Linked DNA regions of Zea mays: region 1 is linked to region 2. A link is a contact called in public Hi-C data. All regions are on one chromosome and are shown on one strand. Each heading gives the region's core, a stretch centred on a gene start, on an enhancer-like site or on the middle of the called end of the contact. The rest is flanking DNA. Distances are from core to core; before and after follow the strand shown. Region 1 holds the start of LOC100502386. Region 2 holds the start of LOC100277178.

Region 1 (3,485 bases), core at 750-3,249, 320 kb after region 2:
AGACGCTTCCCAAGGTTAGGCTTCAGATTCCTCATAACCTCGCTTTTCTATTCGTAATAAAACATACACAAAGGCAAACAATAAATAAAAATAACATTACACCAAACATGAAAAACAATTACACAAAAATGATTCTACGCATCGAGACGAGACCGTATGTTCGAGAACCACTCAAATCGGAGTTAAAACACACATAAAATATGAATTATACGAGTTTCTATTTATAATATTAATTATGTACCTAAAAATAACTTAGCAGGGGCTTATTTTATATTCTTTCTAACCGCATATGTATTGCGGACCAATTTTACATATAACCGACGATCCTCAGTGCAAGTATACCTGTACATGTGGGCCGGCCTGGCCCGACATGGCACAGGCCCACAAAAGCACGGCCCATAAAGGCACGGCCCACAAAAGCACATATCTAATTATGGGTCGTGCCGTGCCAGCACGTATGCCCAGTCATCGGCCCACGGCATGGCCCACAACTAGTTATGTGTGTGAGGCCAGTCCAAATAGCCCAAAATACCTAAATGTGTCAGACCGACCCATATACATACAACAATAATACATAAACAAAAAGTATAGAATATATATATGACCAAAATAAAACTAAGACGTTGTGGATGCACATTAAGGGTCTGTTTGGTTGGGCTGTGGCTGTGAAAAAAGTTGCTGTGGGCTGTGAGCTGTGGAAAAAGCTGTTGTAGGCTGTAAGCCGTTAAAAAGCTAAAAACTGTTTGGTGGAAACCACTAAAAGTCGTTAAAAGTTCTTCGATATATGTTTTCACAGTTTCATTCGAAAAGCCACTAAAATCAGGTTTAGGGGTGCTTTCATATTTGCACTGTGAGAAAGCCAGCTTTTAGAAAAAGCTACTTCCTGGATCTAACCCTTTGGTTGGCTTTCGGCTTTTAGGGGGCAAAAGCCAAAAGCCAAAAGTCAAACCAAACACACCCTAAAAACCTTTCTACATCTAGCTCAGAAATAATATTCAGTTCTCTGTTCAGTGTTTAATTAAGTCAGTGTTAAATTAAGTACTATACAGCCATACAGAATACATATACAATAATCATCATCACTATTCACTATCCTCATCTAGGTATTGGTGGTCTATTGAAGCTCTAGATTCTCCAAGTTGTGCTGGTCATATGAGTTTTGACGGACCTTAGTTAAATACCAAGTCTATATTTAGTGGGCCTCGATGTGCCTTAGTTAAATGGGCCGTGCCAGACCGGCCCATGGGCTTGACTTGAGGCCCAGGCACGACCCACATATTGGGTCGTGCCGGCCCAGGCCCACAATTAGGTTGGGCCGTGCCAGATCTGGGTCGTGCCAAAAATTGTGTGTTTTGGGCCGGCCTATTAGGCACAGCACAAATGTACACCTATAAGTGCAAGAACTCCCTCCCTGGACAGGAGTTCAAATCCCCGAGAGCTCAGGGTTCACTTTGTTAAATTTAGGACCTACCTGTGATGGTCTTTGAACACGTGCAGATTGCGAGCGGAGTACCAAACAAAGGGCTCTTTACAAAGTTTCCCCGGCCACATTAACCACGCACACCCCCTGTCCGATGGGTTCCCATCCAATGTCCCTGATTAATCCGCTCAAACCGGTACGCTCGTTCAAATATTTCTACAATTAAGCCTCTGTCGTCCATTGATGATATGGCATTCTGTAATTTTTTCAGTTCAAAAATATAATTTTAAACATTTTAAATGTAAAATGAAAAGGCTATCGCTAAGCCCGTATCTCTCTTTCGGCCGCCCAGACATGGCAAGCGGCCTGGCGCTCGCGAACAGAAGGCCCGCCAAGCCCAAGTGTGCAAAAGGCCGAAGATAAACTTTCCGTTCTCGTCCACGCGCCTTTCCTTTTGAGCGCCGCATCGCACCACCCCCGCGCTCACGTTTTGCTCGCTCTGCCTTCGCGTTCGCATTCGCTCTCGCCGTCACAAAAACCTCGCCGCCGGCATTCCCTAGTTCACCTTCCCCTCGCAATGCCCTCCTCCTGAACCCTAGCTCCGGCTCAGTACCATCCTCCACCCCTCTCTCCGTCGCGATGGACGAGGACTGGAGCACCGATCCCGCTCACCGCCGACGTCGCCTCCTCTTGCCGACGAGCTGTCAGACCCAGACCCAGAACCCGCCACAGACACAGCCCCCGCTCCCCATGGACCTCGCCTCCCAGTACAACCGACGCTTTGCACCGTCACTTTTCCTCCCACCGATGGCGCCCCGCCTGGCTTCCAGCTCCGGCTTCTCGGTCTTCAGCAACTACCAGAGCCCGCCGACGCTCGTGCCCACGGCGGCGGGCGCCGGATCGCATCTCGCTCGGTCGCTCCCGAAGCTGCCTCTTTTCTCCATGGACTCTCTAGGTCTTCTCCCGTACTCCACCAATCCTGCGGCGGGGGCGGCGGTCCCGCGTTCCCTGTCGTCGCCTGGCGGCTCCGAGCAGCAAGTGCCGTCCGCGTCCGGCCTGCCGCCGCGCGGGGCGGGGCACCGGAGGTCCCGTAGCGATTTCCTCGTCGGGTTCTCGCGCCCGAATCAGCTCTCCCTGCCGATGACTCCTGCAGCTGGGGAATACAGGTCGAGGGAAGCCTCCGTACTCGAGGAGCTATTCCGCTCGTACAGGGACCCGAATCTCAGCTCCTCCGGGGATAACAACAGTGAAAGGAACGATCACTTAGGCAGACAACTCACCGGCCAAGGCGCTTGGAGCCCCGGTGATAGCAGCGACAATGACGCTGAGAGCTGGGCGGCTAGTGGCAGCGCAGCCGCAGGCACCAGCGCTAGCCATAGCCATACTCGCCATTGCCGCAGCCTGTCGGTGGACAGCATCATGGGCAATCTCAACTTTGGAGGCCTGGGCCAGGTTTCTCTGAGACTGCCGCCTCCGTCTCCGGTGGCAGGCGCCGGCGGCAGCCTCTCGCGTGCTGGAAGTGGGGCATCGGGCGGTGCGGTTGCGACTGCCTCTTCTCAACCTGCCAACGGAGAGTTCAGCGAGTCTGAGATGAAAAAGATCATGGCCAATGATCGCCTTGCTGAGCTCGCTCTTGTTGATCCTAGGAGGGTCAAGAGGTTCGAATTTTCTGGAGCTCATCATGTGAGAGGATTCTCAGCCTCCATATTGGTTTGGTTTGCTGAAATCGTGTGTTTTTTTTCTGGTAAAATTTGCAGGATTCTAGCTAATCGGATCTCGGCAGCGAAGTCTAAGGAGCGCAAGGTGAAGTACATGGGTGAGCTTGAGCGCAAGGTTCGTGTGCTGCAGATGGAAACTAGTACGTTATCTTCAAAAGCAGCATCGTCGCAGGTTTGTTCTCTGAGGCTATGAATGTGCTGATCATTTCGGTGTACGTTGGCCCAAGTTTTGGCACTGCTTTACTGCCTTAATATCTATTCGCAGAGGGAATGCGAGGCACTTAGAATTCTGAACAATGAGATGAAGATCAGGCTGCAAGCAATGGAGCAGCAAGCACAGCTGAAAG
Region 2 (3,435 bases), core at 358-2,857:
GCGGACGGTCCGTGGTTACTGGTCAGGGATGGATGGTCCACAACCTGGCACAAGGCTCGGGTTTCCTGGCTGACGGGCCGGACGGTCCGCGCGTGCGCGGGGGCAGCGGAGTTCGTCGATGGCGCTTGAATCTCGCTCCCGAGAGGGACCCCATCGGGGAGGAGAGATCTTAGGTGTTGTCTACGGTCGACAAGCCGATCTAGACACCTCTAATCGACGTAGAGCCGAAGAGAAGCGGAAAATTTGGGGATTGAGAGATTAAACTAAAACTACTCCTAATGTCTAAGATAAAAACAAGAGATAAACTGATTATTGATTTGATTGATCATCATTAATCGACCGTATTTCTCTATGTTTATAGAGGAGGGGGTTGGACCCGTTACAAACAATCTCCCGAGTTAATTTCACGAATTTAGCTAACAACCGTAGCAAAAACTCGGAATCCTAATTGTCTCTGTGCGCGCGGACTGTCCGCCAGCGGACCGTCCGGTCCCTCGTTTTAGTGCTCAACCATGATCAATCTTTGTGCGTCTATTACTACATGGGATACTTTGAGAAACTTCTACGGAAAGTGAAGTGGCTGATGAAGATTTGGAAACGAAACCGTGGTTGACAATCGGAAGAATCTGTGCAGCGGGGTACACGTTGCTCTTCTGTGCTACGAGTCTATTCCTCGACTCTAACTGCTATTTCAACGCCTTGCAGGCTAGGAGTTGTATTGCGTGAACGAGTTAGTTTTCTGTGTGACGAAATATGTTGTGTTAGTTGTTACAGTACATTATTCTCAATTTGTGATCGTGAATTCAGCATATATATGGTGCAAATTCTGTCAAGAAACCGCAGTGGTTTAGGATAGTGGAAAGTCCCCCATCAAGAGGCTACGTGGTGAACGTCAAGTCGTCAATACGTCATTAACATAAAAAAGAACTGAAAAGAACTTTCAAGTTTATAAATTTGTTTCTTGCAAGACACAAGAGGTAAGGGAAACAAGCAATCCAGCAAGTTTTATTTTTTGAAGTTAAGTTACAATCCAGCAAGTATTGACATTCAGTTCCATAAAGAATATAACACCGTCAATTCCTTCACTCAACTGTTGACTGGAGCAAGCAGTGATGATCTAAAAAACTGAAGATTTCTTTGAGGAGCTGTGAAGCAAGTCAATGCTATTTTGTAGCTTATTGTTGTATCTTGTTCTTGCTAATTGCAAGGTAGATGGAGTGTTCAGTGAAAACAATATCAAGTGGATCAATACTTGTATTCACTTTGTTTCATATCCAATTTAACAATCTCAATCGCTATGAAATTTTGCTCTCCGCACTCTGTTTTATTGGCGCTGTGCTGATGGTGGGTGGGTGGTGCAGCCTACGGGAGCCACAGGACTGGAAAAAGAAATATGAAAAAAGTGGACCGAATTTGTTCTGTTGGGCTGCTCCATACGCTAAAGGAGAGGGCAGCAGATCACCGTTGGTTTGAAGATCGACGAGCGCACGGCAGCCTGCCGTAAGGCAGCGGATCTGGTTCCGTCTGGCTCGGCCCGTCAAGCCGGCTGCCGGTAGGAGCGGAGGAGACGGCGTCTCGCCGCTCGCTTCGTTTCCGCCTTCCCCCTCCCGCAAGTCGCCGCCGGCTCGCATTCGTGGTTCCGCGTGGGGGGTCCGTGGAAACGCGACAAGAGAGGCGGAAGCGATGGCGAAGTCGTGCAAGGGGTTGGCCATGGAGCTCGTCAAGTGTCTCAGCGAGACCGACTGCGTCAAGGTTGGTTGGCTCCGTTTTCCTTCCTTCTTCCTAATCCACCCACGCCGCAGGTTCCCGTTGCCTGTTTCAATCCGATTTAGGCGTAAGCGTAGTTAGCTGCGGCGGACATCACCCGCAAGCTAGTGCCGGGCGATGAGATCCAGTATGGGTGATACTGGCTATTTCTATTCTCATGATGCGGTTGTGTGCAGGTGCAGAAAAGGCCGTACAAGGAGTGCGCTGGGGAGAAGGTGCCAAACATTACCAGCGAGTGCGTTGGCCTGCGGGAGACCTACTTCAACTGCAAGAGGGGCCAGGTGTGTCCTGATCCTTGCAAATTACTTGTATTAGTTATTGCTAGCTTCCTGTTGATAGGTCATACTGCGAATCGGAGTGCCAGATGATATGTCGTGGACTTGAATGTATTACTGTTTCGTTGGAGACATTGATTCTCCATTTGTTTCGGTGTTCTCCCACATTTGAAGTAGTGCCTAGTGACTGTTCACCGTTAATTCTTGAATTCCCGTGGTATTATGCTTTATGGAGGTGCCAGTAATCAACATTCAGAGCCGAATAATTAGAAATTAGACATTCTTGGGCATGGCGCTAATACCCGTACCTCAGTCTAATAAGATGGTGTTCATGCTCATGTTATTATGTTCATGAGATTAGTTTGTGGAATGTTCAAGGACACTATACCATTCTGATCTTAGACCTGTAGACTATGGCTGATCCGATGCCTACACAGAATTGTGTGACAGGCGACGAGCTAGGTTTCCATCTATGCCTGAGTTGAATGTTAAAATTGTTAATAGATTAAAAGTTACTGTATCATGTCATTGTGTATGCAGTGAAAGATCTCTGTCGCAGTTGTTTGGTTAATTGTATTTTGTAAATGTGGAAAACATAAAAGTTATATTTCTGGAGTAGCTTTGCCAGTTTTATTTGTTTCAGTTATTTCACATCGTTGCTGTTTCTCAATGAATGTTGTTAGTTTCTTAGTTTTTATGGGTGTTACAGCTTAGAGTCTGAGGAACAGGACTTTGTTCAACAAATGAGGCTAAAAATTAATTTCAATCTAGCGAAAATAAATAGTGGCTGTACAATGATGTTGATCTTTCCCTTGGTGCACAATGATAGTGCGGTGGTTCGTCAGTGAGTGGTGGTAACAGCCACCTGCGTTTGAAATCCTAGCTTGCACAAAACAGATACCCATACCCTCACTGCTACACACACAAAAAGTGGCAGGGAGCTGGCCTGTGGTAACGTTGTTGTCCTACCAGCAGCAGCAGATAATGGCAGTGGTCACTGGCCTGGTTTATGGTGCGGCAGGCGAGGCCTGGGTTGTTTTAAAAAAACTTTTCCTTAATATTGATTCAATGACTTTGAAAAACTTAATCTTGGAATGTGGTCAGAATTATCATTTTTCTCCTGTCTGCCAAACTTCCAATTAATTGTTCCGATCATTGCTGTTAAAAGAGTATGGAGACATACACCTTTGATTTATCTCTTGTATTTGTTAAACAAAAAAATGCAATTTAATATGCTCATCTTTATGTACCCTTTTGAGTAGCACTAACCGGAAAGGCTGAAACACCTGGTAATCCTTATATGCAAGGTTAGAGACTTGTGTGCAACTCGTGTAAATTATGTAATAATGATAATTGATAATACTTCTGATAGTCAGTTCATCTGTTTCTTCTA

The links. Hi-C and Micro-C count contacts between places; a contact is called where the count stands out from the background.
Region 1: a contact with region 2 is called in a Hi-C map of endosperm, with 2.4 times the contacts expected there. The contact joins the promoter of LOC100502386 here to the promoter of LOC100277178 in region 2. A contact is called at or near these places in 2 of 25 Hi-C or Micro-C datasets (endosperm and tassel).

Annotation. Positions count from the first base shown.
Region 1 is chr2:200,226,430-200,229,914 of Zm-B73-REFERENCE-NAM-5.0, forward strand. LOC100502386 reads left to right here and starts at 2,000. Exons shown (of 4, transcript NM_001196864.1): 1 at 2,000-3,078; 2 at 3,178-3,310; 3 at 3,404-3,485. The coding sequence starts at 2,060.
Region 2 is chr2:199,905,237-199,908,671 of Zm-B73-REFERENCE-NAM-5.0, forward strand. LOC100277178 reads left to right here and starts at 1,608. Exons shown (of 3, transcript NM_001328636.1): 1 at 1,608-1,752; 2 at 1,950-2,048. The coding sequence starts at 1,684.